Regions from separate parts of the Mus musculus genome. Here regions 1 and 3 are each linked to region 2. A link is a contact called in public HiCAR-type and Micro-C data. All regions are on one chromosome and are shown on one strand. Each heading gives the region's core, a stretch centred on a gene start, on an enhancer-like site or on the middle of the called end of the contact. The rest is flanking DNA. Distances are from core to core; before and after follow the strand shown.

The links. A called contact is a pair of places that touch in the nucleus more often than the background predicts. HiCAR-type assays count read pairs that join an accessible place to other places.
Region 1: a contact with region 2 is called in a Micro-C map of embryonic stem cells, with 3 times the contacts expected there. The contact joins the promoter of Chst2 here to the promoter of Paqr9 in region 2. A contact is called at or near these places in 6 of 484 Hi-C or Micro-C datasets (all in embryonic stem cells) and 1 of 9 other capture datasets (pancreatic islet).
Region 3: a contact with region 2 is called in a HiCAR-type map of kidney, with 5 times the contacts expected there. The contact joins the enhancer-like site here to the promoter of Paqr9 in region 2. A contact is called at or near these places in 22 of 39 promoter capture datasets (the 3T3-L1 cell line, 3T3-L1-derived adipocytes, the C10 cell line and 14 more), 6 of 15 datasets of contacts at CTCF or cohesin (the G1E-ER4 cell line, embryonic stem cells, large pre-B cells and 3 more), 63 of 484 Hi-C or Micro-C datasets (the AtT-20 cell line, B cells, the BV-2 cell line and 29 more), 7 of 115 datasets of contacts at active chromatin or transcription factors (bone marrow-derived dendritic cells, embryonic stem cells, fetal liver and 1 more) and 4 of 9 other capture datasets (adipose tissue, embryonic stem cells, liver and 1 more).

What each region holds. Positions count from the first base shown.
Region 1 is chr9:95,404,784-95,408,650 of GRCm38.p6, reverse strand. Chst2 (carbohydrate sulfotransferase 2) reads left to right here and starts at 1,381. Exons shown (of 2, transcript NM_018763.2): 1 at 1,381-2,074; 2 at 2,178-3,867. The coding sequence starts at 2,360.
Region 2 is chr9:95,557,420-95,561,319 of GRCm38.p6, reverse strand. It overlaps Paqr9 (progestin and adipoQ receptor family member IX), which reads right to left and starts at 1,686. Exons shown (of 1, transcript NM_198414.3): 1 at 1-1,686. The coding sequence starts at 1,361. The coding sequence ends at 234.
Region 3 is chr9:95,691,559-95,695,576 of GRCm38.p6, reverse strand. Pcolce2 (procollagen C-endopeptidase enhancer 2) reads right to left here. Exons shown (of 9, transcript NM_029620.2): 7 at 2,633-2,716; 8 at 786-953; 9 at 26-611. The coding sequence ends at 481. Among named protein-coding and RNA genes, the nearest start is that of Gm39407, 13 kb to the left of the region's middle. Within about 2 kb of position 2,541, at least 18 of the 459 cell types and tissues checked have an H3K27ac peak or open chromatin away from gene starts, as enhancers often do. A contact at or near this core is called in the CH12 cell line, kidney, muscle stem cells and 2 more, where this site is marked.

The DNA of each region.
Region 1 (3,867 bases), core at 132-2,631, 150 kb after region 2:
CACACAACAACAACAACAACAACAAAAACTGAAACAAAACAAAACAAAAATCCCAAACCAAACTGAAACAAAACCAAACCAGTTAAAGCCATAAAACAATTGAATTAAGTCATTTTTTTTTCAACAATCCCTGTACCCAGAAGATTCTGTACAATACCCTGAAAAAAAAAAAAGTCGTCAATGGCAACGCTTTAAATTTAGGAGGGTCATCAGCCGAGGTGGGCTGCTCCAGGTAGACTATGATAATTTTGCAGTAATTATGTTTTACTTGTAAAAGCTTCTGAGAGACGGGGGGCAATCAGTCTCCCAGTGATCAGTAGTTCACCTCCGGACCGCAATGACTCATCTTTCTGCCCTTCTAGGTGGAAACTGGAGTACAATCTTTCCTATGTGCCCTCTAACCTCCACCCATCCTGTAGCTGTCCCATTTTACAATGGAAGTTTATTCCCTCATCAGCGAAAGAAAAGTATACAAACCAACGCAGACCAAACTAAAAAGTAACTTTCAACGTCCAAAAACGTTTTCCTTTGCGATCAAGTTCTTTGATCTCATCTCTTCCTCTTTAAAGTCAATGGACTCACTATCACACCACAAATTTAAACAAAGCGCCCTCCCCTCCCCCCAGCAGCCCTGTCTCAGAGGGTGTCAGCAGAGGTGGAAACTCCACAAGCCTAGAACATCTGCCGGGCAGGAGGTGGGGGTGGGATCATCGAAACCTTGTGGCCTTGTCCAAATCCAGGACACTCGGAAAGGTTGCGGAGAGGCATACTCTGAAGCCTCTTCAGTGACCCCGGGCCCAGAAAGATTTATTACTTCCTCCTTGAGGGAGAAACCACAAACCCGCTGGAATGGGCTAGCACCAGGGCCAAGGCTTCAGAACTGGGTTCCCGCTGCACACAGCGCTGTTGGGCGGTGCTGCTCGCGTCCTAGGAGGGGACACCAGTGCTGACCGCTGGGGATGAAAGGAGCGTACGTCCGGGGTATTTCTGCTCAAACTTTTATCACCAACTCTTCTCCAGAGCGAATCCTGGGAGCCGAGTCGTGCAGCTACAGAGAACCCAAGTCTCCGGCTGTGCGGGCGAGCTGGGAATCAGGCGCCGGCGCCGCGCCCCGGGCGCACCTAGAGCTCTGTTCTGCTACTAACGGCTGGAGGCCCTAGCAGCGCCTCCTTGAACCGGGTCGCATCTCCAGCCCCTAAGGAGGTGGCGGCGGGAGTCTGGAGCTGCGAGGAGGGCGGGTGTGGGACAGGCAGAGGAGGAGGGGAGCACGGCGAAGGGGAGGAGCCGGGGCGACAGACGGCGGCGCGCACCAACCCCGAGCGGGCTGGCAGGAGCCGCGCAGAGGCCGGCCCGAGCGCGTTGCAGGCGCCCGGCGTAGGGGGAGTCGGGTAGCAGCATCCTCCCGGGCGCCGCTTTAGTGCGGCCGCGGCGGGGGCTTCCTCTGCCTCGGGACCTCGTAGGGCAGAAGCCGCTGGTGACGCGGGGGTGGGGGGTCCCGCTCTTTTGCCTTCAGCTAGGTGTACAGAGTCCTGGGCCAGTCCGCGGCCACGGAGCGCCGGGGCTCGCCTGAGCCGCCCGCCAGGACATCCTCCGGGTGATGGAAGAAGCAGCCGCCGCTGCGGGGCCGCGCTGCACCCTATCCGCGGCCGCCGGAGGGATGGGAAGGTTCGCTACGTGGAGGCCAAGAGAGAGCGATGGAGAGCAGAACAGCCTGGAGCTGGGGCGTATGTAAGCCACCCCCCACTGTCGCCTCCTGCCTGCTTCGTGCCCCAGAGCCTGGAGGGAAGCAGCGGTCCCGAGAGACCTAAGGAGACGTCGCTGGAGCCGGGACGCGCCGCGCTCGGTGGAGCGCAGAGCTGGGCTCCGGGCCCGGTGAAAGTTTCCCCTCCCGGGGTGCAGGGCGCCCGCTGCTGGAAAACTCTGCCTAGGGCTAGGGCAGCGGAGTCTCGCGGCTCCCTCGAAGGCTTGGGGACCCCTAGCAGAAGAGAACCGGAGAGAAACCGAGGAGAGTGCTAGCCGGACAGTCCGCCGGTCGGGGATCTGGGGACGCTCCGAGGCGCACCCTCCGCTCCAGGTGAGTGGAGGAGCCCGCAGACTAGAGGGTGGGCGTTACTCAGGCGGAGGAGGCATCTGGACCGGAGACTGGGCTCACCCATTCACTCCGCTTCCCCTCGCAGGTCCTTCTCGGAGCCGCTGCCATGGGAGAGCCAGCCCTGGGCGCCGGGGACCAGCAGCCTCTGCCGCCGCGCCCGCCTCGGATCGGCGGCCCCAGTCCCGGCGCCCGCAGCCGGCCTGCAGCGTCCCCCTCCTGGGCTGCAGGGCCGCCTCCGCCGCGCCGCCGGCCCCGGCTGTGCCTGTGATGAGCCGCAGCTCGCCGCGAGCTCTGCCCCCCGGTGCGCTTCCCCGGCCGCTGCCGGCCGCGCCTGCCGCCGTGCAGCGGGCCCTGCTCCCGCCGTGGCCCCGGCGCGCAGGACGCCGCTGGCCTGCGTCCCCGCTCGGGATGAAGGTATTTCGCAGGAAGGCGCTGGTGCTGTGCGCGGGCTATGCACTGCTACTGGTGCTCACGATGCTCAACCTCTTGGACTACAAGTGGCATAAAGAGCCGCTGCAGCAGTGCAACCCCGACGGGCCTCTGGGTGCCGCGGTAGGGGCGGCCGGGGCCGGCTGGGGACGGCCGGGGTCGCCTCCTGCAGCGCCACCCCGCGCTCACTCTCGCATGGACCCCCGCACCCCGTACCGCCCTCCTGCCGCGGGCGTGGGGGCAGTTCCCGCAGCCGCGGCTGGGAGTGCAGGAGCTGCGGCCTCTCTGGGCAATGCTACTCGAGGCACCAGGGGTGGAGGGGACAAGCGGCAGTTGGTGTATGTGTTCACCACGTGGCGCTCGGGCTCGTCCTTCTTCGGTGAGCTCTTCAACCAGAACCCTGAGGTGTTCTTCCTCTATGAGCCTGTGTGGCACGTGTGGCAAAAACTGTACCCCGGGGACGCCGTTTCCCTGCAGGGGGCAGCGCGGGACATGCTGAGCGCTCTCTACCGCTGCGATCTTTCGGTTTTCCAGCTGTATAGCCCCGCAGGCAGTGGGGGGCGCAACCTCACCACTCTGGGCATCTTTGGGGCAGCCACTAACAAGGTGGTATGCTCCTCGCCACTCTGTCCTGCCTACCGCAAGGAGGTCGTCGGACTGGTGGACGACCGCGTGTGCAAAAAGTGCCCACCTCAACGCCTGGCACGCTTCGAGGAGGAGTGTCGCAAGTACCGCACGCTGGTTATCAAGGGCGTGCGGGTCTTCGATGTGGCTGTGTTGGCGCCGCTGCTTAAAGATCCAGCCTTGGACCTCAAGGTCATCCACCTAGTACGTGATCCTCGTGCTGTTGCCAGCTCCCGCATCCGCTCGCGTCACGGCCTCATCCGGGAAAGCCTACAGGTGGTGCGAAGCCGGGATCCAAGAGCCCACCGCATGCCCTTCCTGGAGGCTGCTGGCCACAAGCTTGGTGCCAAGAAGGAGGGTATGGGTGGCCCAGCAGACTACCACGCTCTGGGTGCAATGGAGGTCATCTGCAACAGTATGGCCAAGACGCTGCAAACAGCCCTGCAGCCTCCTGACTGGCTGCAGGGACACTACTTGGTGGTGAGGTACGAGGATCTGGTGGGAGACCCCGTTAAGACCCTACGGAGGGTATATGACTTTGTGGGGCTGCTGGTGAGTCCCGAAATGGAGCAGTTTGCCCTGAACATGACCAGTGGTTCGGGCTCCTCCTCCAAGCCTTTCGTGGTGTCAGCTCGCAATGCCACTCAGGCCGCCAATGCCTGGCGGACCGCGCTCACCTTCCAGCAGATCAAACAGGTGGAGGAGTTTTGCTACCAGCCCAT
Region 2 (3,900 bases), core at 437-2,936:
TTCTTCCCGGAGGCCCTCTTCCTTCTGTTTCACCTCCCATCTCCCTCTTCTAAAGGCCAGTGGACTTGGGATTCCCCAACTGTCAGGGAACCTTTCCCTAGTGGCCTGCAGCACCCTCTTCCAGCAAAGAAGGAAACAACAAAACTTGAAAACAAACCAACAATAACAACAACAACAACAGAAACTCCACGCAAACCGGTGGGCAAACCATAGCCTCCTCCGGGGGTGGAGGCTCACTTTTTACTGCAGAATTCGGTGCTGTTCAGGAACTTCCTGATGACTAGTCCCAGGCAAACCACCAGCAGCAGCATGTAGCCCACTGTGCCCGAGAAGGTGGGCGCGGCAGGGGGTGCCTGGAGGAACTGGCGCAGGCCCTCTTCCACGTAGTACACCTGGTCATAGATGCTGAGGAAAGTGAAGATGTGGAAGAGCTGATGGCTGTGGCCAATGATGTCGAAGAGACCCGGCTGGATGCGCTCAGGGATCTTGCTCACGTTGAAGAAGGCGGCCACCACCAGCCAGAAGTAGCGGCGGTAGAAGTGCACGAAGAGTGTGGGGTTCTCGCCTCGCAGGTCGAAGAGCCAGCTCTCTAGCATAATGGGGCAGGCCATGCTGAGCGGCATGACGAAGACGAAGGTGCGCAGGGCGAACGGGTAGGAGCACCAGTCGGTGCGGCTCTTACAGCAAGCCACGGTGCAGGCCACAGCCAGCACGAAGGCCACGGGCAGCACGAGCGCGCGGTAGACCGCGATGAGGCGGGTGCAGTCCACGTGCCAGCCCAGGCGCTGCTGCACATACGGCGTCATGACCCTGGCGTCCAGCAGGCTCAGGCTGGGCAGCAGGTAGTAGTAGTAGGCCACGGTGCTGCCGAAGCCATAGTAGCTGATGGAAGCGTAGTCCAGGTAGAAGAAGGCGGCGCGCAGGCGCAGCGACAGGCAGCTGAACACGTGCGCCGTGCAGCTCATGGCGAAGGTCAGCAGCACCCCCGACGCATAGCACCACAGCGGCAGCAGCCAGGGGTGGTGGAAGGGCACATCGCTGCCGCCCAGGAAGAAGAGGCGGCAGAACTTACTGAGGAACAGCAGCAGCGGGATGAAGTGCGTCCAGAAGTTGAGCGTCTCATTGGTGGGCTTCAGCACCGAGGCCAGGCACTCTTGCGCGGTGCACGGCAGCCGCCGGTAGCCGGACAGGATGAAGCACTCCACGAAGTCATCGGGCACCTCGTCCCAGCGCAGCAGCGGCTTGGTCGTGGCCGCCGGCGGGCTCCGGGGGGCGGAGGCGGAGGCGGGATGCGAGCGCCGGGAGGTCGAGGCCGGCGGTCCCTTCACGCCGGCGCCCCGCTGCTGCAGGCGCCGCGGCATGGTGCCCCGGGCTTAGCTAGGGCGCGCGCGAGGCCACCGCGGGCGCCGGGCGCCGTCGGAGCCTTTGTGCGCGCGCGCGCGCGCGGGACCGCGGCCGCAGGTTGGCTACGCGGCCTCGGCTTGGAAGCGGGCTGCTCCGGGGGCTCGGCGCACCGGGCGGGAGGCTGCTGCTGCGCGCGCGGCTTGCCGGCGGCGTCCTCGCCACGCTCGGGTCTCTCAGCCCGCGGCCGGCCGCGCTGCGGTGGCGGCGGTGGCGCGGCTGACTGCGGCGGTGGTGGCGGTGGTGGCGGCGGCGGCGGCGCGGCGGTGACTGGGCATCGTGCGCGCGGGGCGGGCGGCGGGAGGCGGGATGTGCGCGAGGCGCTGGCGGGGGAGGGCGGCGCCGCGCAGGGCGGGGGCCCCCGGGGTTAGGGTGTCTGCGCCGCGGCGGGGGGATGGAGGTGTCCCCTGTCTTGCGTCTCCTACCATCCCCCCCTTCTCGGGCTGCGACCGCTCGGGCCGCCGCGTTAATGATTGATGCGGGGCCGGAGGCTGGCCAGAGACGCGGCCGCCGGCGCCCAGGGCGAGAGGGTGGGCAAGGGTGGGCGAGGGGGTTCGAAGTGCGACAGCCACGCCGGCGTTCTAGAGGACACTGGGGACCCGAGTTCGTGGGGGGCGGGGAGCCGGGCTGGGCGGAGGGATGCTCTAACTGTAACCTGCGGAGGTGTCAGGGAGGGCACTGCGGTACCCGCTTAGAGACGGTGTCCGAATCCGAGCTTGGCGGTTGTCAGACAGCTGGTGCTGCCTGCCTCTCTGTTCTGCTGTCTGTCATCCGTGTGTGAGTGTGTGTGTGCCCCCCTCTGTGTGTGTGTGTGAGTGTTGCCCTCCTACTCAATCCACGTCAAGTCCTAGTTTATTTCCTTACTCTAGCGGACCTATTCAGGTGCGTCACTATCCTCCTCCTCTCTCTCTTTGTGGTGTCTAAAGGGACCTAAAGGGACAATTCCCAAGCTGGTCTTCAGCTCAACTCACCAACTCGGAAGCCCCAGCTTACTCCTCTGTGGCTTCTTTAACTAGGAATCCGATGAAGAGCTCAGGAGCGCTCGACAACGGATTTTCAGGAACAGTTTCAGATGATGGTTTGGGGATTCAGAACGCCTCTAAGGAGCCGGGGAATGTATTAAAAAGGGTTTCCCAAGCAGAGCTGTGCAGGAGCCTCGGGAGGAAGCAGATGAGGGAAGACTATAGGCGTCTTCTAGAACAAACCAGAAAAGAGAGTTGAGAGGGTTCCTAGAGGCTTAGCATCGATGGTTTAGAGAAACCTATGCATAATTAACCTTAGAAGTACCTGGCAGGTCTAGTATGAGTTTCTTCAGGCAAGGGGCCCGAAGAAAAGGAGACTTGAAGAGTTCAGAGGTTTGTGATGAGCAGCGGTGTGAAAAATATCATAACCTAGACTTCCAAGATGGGGGTCTCCCAGTGACGTCTCAAATGTTCACCGTGTTCCATCTTTCAGTGATACTCCGGGTGTGGCTTCATCTGACCGGAGTCTTCACCTTGGTATAACAAAGATATACATACAGTTTTGAGGTGTTAGGCACTTGATGTCTTACAGCTTTAAAATATCTTAGATACTCTTTCCCCCATTTTGCAGATAAGGAAAATGGAGGCACCATGGCCATGTTGAGTACACCCAGGTGGTGAATGTGAACACAGGCAGTCTGCTGTTAGACTTCATATATGAAACTAGAACACCCACTAACCTTCACTAGGAGGAATCGGACTGCTAGGAAGGACCATCCCACTTAGGAAAAGGCTTTCGATTGAATTTTAAATTTTTATTTTATGTTCATTTTAAAATCAAAAGGGCCACCTTCATCACTAAACAGAATCTTGTAAGGAGGTTAAAGAAGATTATTAGTATGGATAAGTTGTTTATAACTAGACTGTCATTTTGTATTGTAAATGTTTAGGATTAATCAAGTCTTTTTGGAAGTTTCAGCCTTTTCTCTGAAATAGTTTCCACTCGTTGATTTTGCAAACTCTTGCACAATCAGGCCAAAGGTGCACGGTAATGTTATATCTTTCTGACCTATCACATATTTTTTGGCTAGTGGGTTTGCAATGAATTCGGGTTTTGGTTGAAGTTTTTTAACTGATCATTTATTTATCTCTCTTTCCCTTTTAGTTTTCCTCAGCTTTAAAATTGAACTCTAGCTTCCTTTACCACGTGGAGAGGGACCCGAGGTAACGTGTAAAACCGATTAGGAGTCAAGCATTCAATTCAAGTGGGGGGATGCTAAATCTCGGAACCACAGGAAAGTCAGAGGAACAAAATAATTCATGTTCCCTTTGTTTCCCCACAAACACCCTAAGCTGCGGACTGGAACCGGTGTTCCTCATACCATAATTCCCACATTTGCAACCCCTTGGTTTCATAAGCAGCTCACTTACATAATTGGGAGAAGTTTCACAGATTTTCTTTCACATGCAGAACTAGGTTTGTTTGAGACAAGCTCTCACTAGGTAGCTCCCTCTGGCTTTGAATTTGCTATGTAGA
Region 3 (4,018 bases), core at 1,292-3,791, 130 kb before region 2:
GAGAACAAGGTTATCTGGCTGCCTTATAATCATTTAAAATATTTTATTAAGCATTGACTTTTAAAAAAATGAAAGAGAAAAAAAGAATGTGACACCTCAGAGCAAATGCTTGAAGGTAACCAAATATCATTATAAATATTGCACTTTATAAAATCCTTTGTATATCTTCATACAACTCGACTCTAGAATATCCTCCTACAGAGATGTATGTTCAAGCTTCCAGATGTCGGAGCTCGCTGCTCTTCCCCATCAGGCACTGGGTGGGTGAGTTCGCAGATGTTGGAGATCACAGCGCAGGCGCAGACCTTCCACCAGTGAACTGGGGGCGTGGCTCACACATCCATCGCGTGAGGAGTTACTCAGCTCCATCTCTCAGAACGCTCAGCATTAAATAGCGTGGTTTTTTTTTTTTTTTTTTCCTAACGTGGACAGATCGTTCAGCGGTGATGAGTAAGTTCAGGTTATGTGACAGAGCTCAGGCTAACACTGCTTGTTCTTCAGTGCGTTCATGGGCTTCTGATTCTTATTCTTGAACATTTTGACAAAGCTGTTTGGCATGATTTTGCCACGCCCATCTTCACCCACTTGTCCCATAATAATGTAATTGAGACCTAAAGAAAGAGAAAGGAAAGATAACTGGTTTTTTCTTCCCTTCGTGTTCATGGTTATTAATGGCTTCCTTCTTTATCAGAAGTGGATCGTGTTTTAGCCCTTACTTCACTTCCCCTCAACAGCCACTCTGCTTCTGAGCTTTCCCAGAAGAAAGGCTACAGCTCTGTCCTTACCTCGTCTGAGAAGGGGGCACTGCCTGCACACCACAGTGAGCTTGACACTCATGTTCTTGCCAGCCTGCTGAATGGCCAGGTTGCCTTCCCTGTAGATGCTGATGATCGAGACTGTGGCGTGCAAGCTCCCACCTCGAGTGACGGTCGTGATAACTGTGCCGGCTAACACTGTAGAGAGAAGCCCACAGTGAAGGCAAATCCAGGCAGAGCTGAAAAACGATCTCAATTCTTTTACCTTTCAGAAATGAAAATCCACGCGTATAAGGGACCTCAAATTTTAAATCACTAAAATGAAGGTTAAAACAAAAACAAAACAAAAAAGTGCTATGTTTGTGTTTGGGTGTAACTTCCCAGAAGAGAAATCTGGCTGCTTTCCCAACTGCAGTCTGCGGCTGAGATGGAGACCCTTTTAAAATATTCTCTCTAACCCGTGGATACCTTACCACTTAAGGGATAGAGTTATAAGTCTTGCTCTCGAGCACTTAGCAACCCAGTTTAATCTCACTTAGAAAATGAAAGTTAGAGAACTGAGCTAGAACTTAAAACACAGTGAGAGCTGTGTGCTTGCACCTGGCGCTCTCGATACAACCAAAACCTTACTCCCGGGAATGTTTCCTTCCACGGCTCAGAACTCGCCGTCCGTCCCTTGGTGATATTTGGTCACTGTGCCATTAAGTGAGCCACAGATGATAAGCTAAAGCTGGTTTTAGACACGGGTAACCTAACCCCCTCAGGACAGTGTGAGCCCCCAGCGCTTATGTAATATACCAAGCTCCTAAAATCGGAATTCCCAGAACACCTTTCTTTGATGCCTGGTAATGTGGGTCCACTGAAAAGTGTCAGGCTGTAGTGGAGAGAAACCAGGGGGCTCCCAAGCACGGGCAGGCAGGCAGATCCTTCCACAGAAGACTAACCCAGGCGTGGCTGCAAATACTTGCTTCCGTTTTTTATGCAGTCATTTGAACTCAGCATGAAAACTGCACAAAATCCATCCCTTTCCTATAAGACAGACCCGGGGTTGCAGGCAGTTACCACATTGAGGCACCGAGCAAGCCAGAACTTGGAGGCGAGAGTGGGAGAGGAGGTGAGGGCGGAGGTGAAATGGGACTTATTTTTGATAACCTGTTGGGCTGCAGCAACTTTCTTTTCCTGATAAGATTAAATTTGGCACCTTTTGTTTTCAAGTGGTTTTCACGATGGTGCAAGTTTTTAGTTGGAAAAAAAATCCCTTAGAAACCCCAAGCACTTAGCTCCTCCCTCCTCAGGTTCCAGTTTACAAGGGCTTCTGGTGGGTGTCAGATTTTTCACGTTTTATCTTAGGACTTTGAAAAGACAGTACGGAGTTAAATACCTAATAAAAAATGGAAAAAAAAAAAAAAAAAAAAAAAAAAAAGAAAAGACAGTACGGAGAAGATACTTACTCCTTTTGGGAGAGGCCAGTTTTTGAATGTGAGCCTAACTATTGAACGTACTTAAGCTGGATCCCAGATGCGAGCATGTAATTAATTCTCTGGTGTGTGAAAAAAAAGACTATATAGGCTTTTTCACAAAGTCCATCAGAATACACCGAATAGCAGTGTCATGGATCAAGAGTCAGCTTTTAAACTGATACCTGGGGCAGGCAGGGTTGGGGGGACGACACCAGGGGTGAGAACTGTTTGTAAAGTTGATTTTTCTCACTGTGAAGCCAAACAGTTCAAAGAGCCCAGGTGGACACGCTCTAGTGGACAGGACTATGCTTCCGTGGGTAAATGAACTGTGTTGCTAAGTCATGGGAGTGCCTGTGAAATTAAGCACACCGTCTCATGTTTCTCATTAGAGAGAGAAGCCTGGTTTCTGTTTCTTACCGAAGTTGCTTGAACAGTAATTGCTCTCCAGAGTCCCCATCCGTCTACACTTCTGCTGACACAGGGCCACAGTGGGCTTTAGACCTAATTCGACGAAGAAATTCAGAGAAGGGAGTCATGAGATTGAGGAAAATGAATTTAAATATAATTGGTGTTTACGTCAGAATCTAGCCAGTTGAGATCAGCATTTATTTCCCCGAGCCACCAAGCTTACCATTGCAGTGAAATAATTATGAACCATGCAAGAGACATTCTCCATGCTACCAACTACTGTTCTTCCTCACGGAACCCAGGCCTCTCTACAGACTGTTAAACCTGAGATCAAAGATAATCCAAATATAGTCTCATTCGCTTCTTTTAGAGCAGTGGGTCTCGACCTTCCCAGTGCCGTGACCCTTTGATACAGCTCCTCACGTTGGGATGAACGCCAACCATAAAATTATTCTTGTTGCTACTTCATGACTGTAATTTTGCTACTGTTGGGAATTGTAATGTACATATCTGATGTTTCTGATGGTCCTACATGACCCGAGGAAAAGATTGAGAACCACTGCTTTATATGTGTGTGTGTGTGTGTGTGTGTGTGTGTGTGTGTGTGTATGTGTGTGTGTGTGTGTGTGTATGTGTGTGTGTGTGTGTGTGTGTATGTGTGTGTGTGTGTGTATGTGTGTATATGTATGTATGTATGTATATGTATGCATGTATGCTTTACATTATAACAGAATTGACCTGAGTGCCCAGCTTAGGGGGGAAAAAACACAGAAAAGCTGCCCAACAAATCTGAAGTGACAGAGCGCAGGCTAATTCTTCACAAGAGGAATCAGTTGGTGTTCTCGTGAGGGAAAGAGGAGCTTTCTTGGTGTGCTTAAAATACACAGCTCTCTAGTTGTCAATAGCACAGGGACTTAGGAGTGCTGCTCACGTGTAAAGTGTTAGGTTTGATTCGAGGCGTCACTAAGCTGTTTATTTTGAACCCGGCATTGGCTCTCCTTAGGATCTCAAGAAGTAAACAGTTATCAGTCCCATCCACTCAGAGACACAGTTAAAAGTATAATTAGACCCACAGTTATTCTCAATTGGCGGTAACTTTGTTCTGTAGGTAACATATGATGAGCATAGGAAGCGTTCAAGCGGCCCCGACTAGGGAGGCACCAATGGCATCTAATTCACAGCTTTAGCTGTCTGTGCTGGTTGGCCTTTGACAACAGGACACAAACTGAACCCTATCTTGGAAGAGGCGATCTTCACTGAGAAAATGCCTCCGTAAGACTGACATGCAGGCAAGTTTGTAGGACATCTTCTTGGTGGATGACCATGCACTGTGGATGGTGTCATCTCTGGGCTCACAATCCTGGGCTGTTTAAGAAAGCAGGCTGAGCAAGCTTA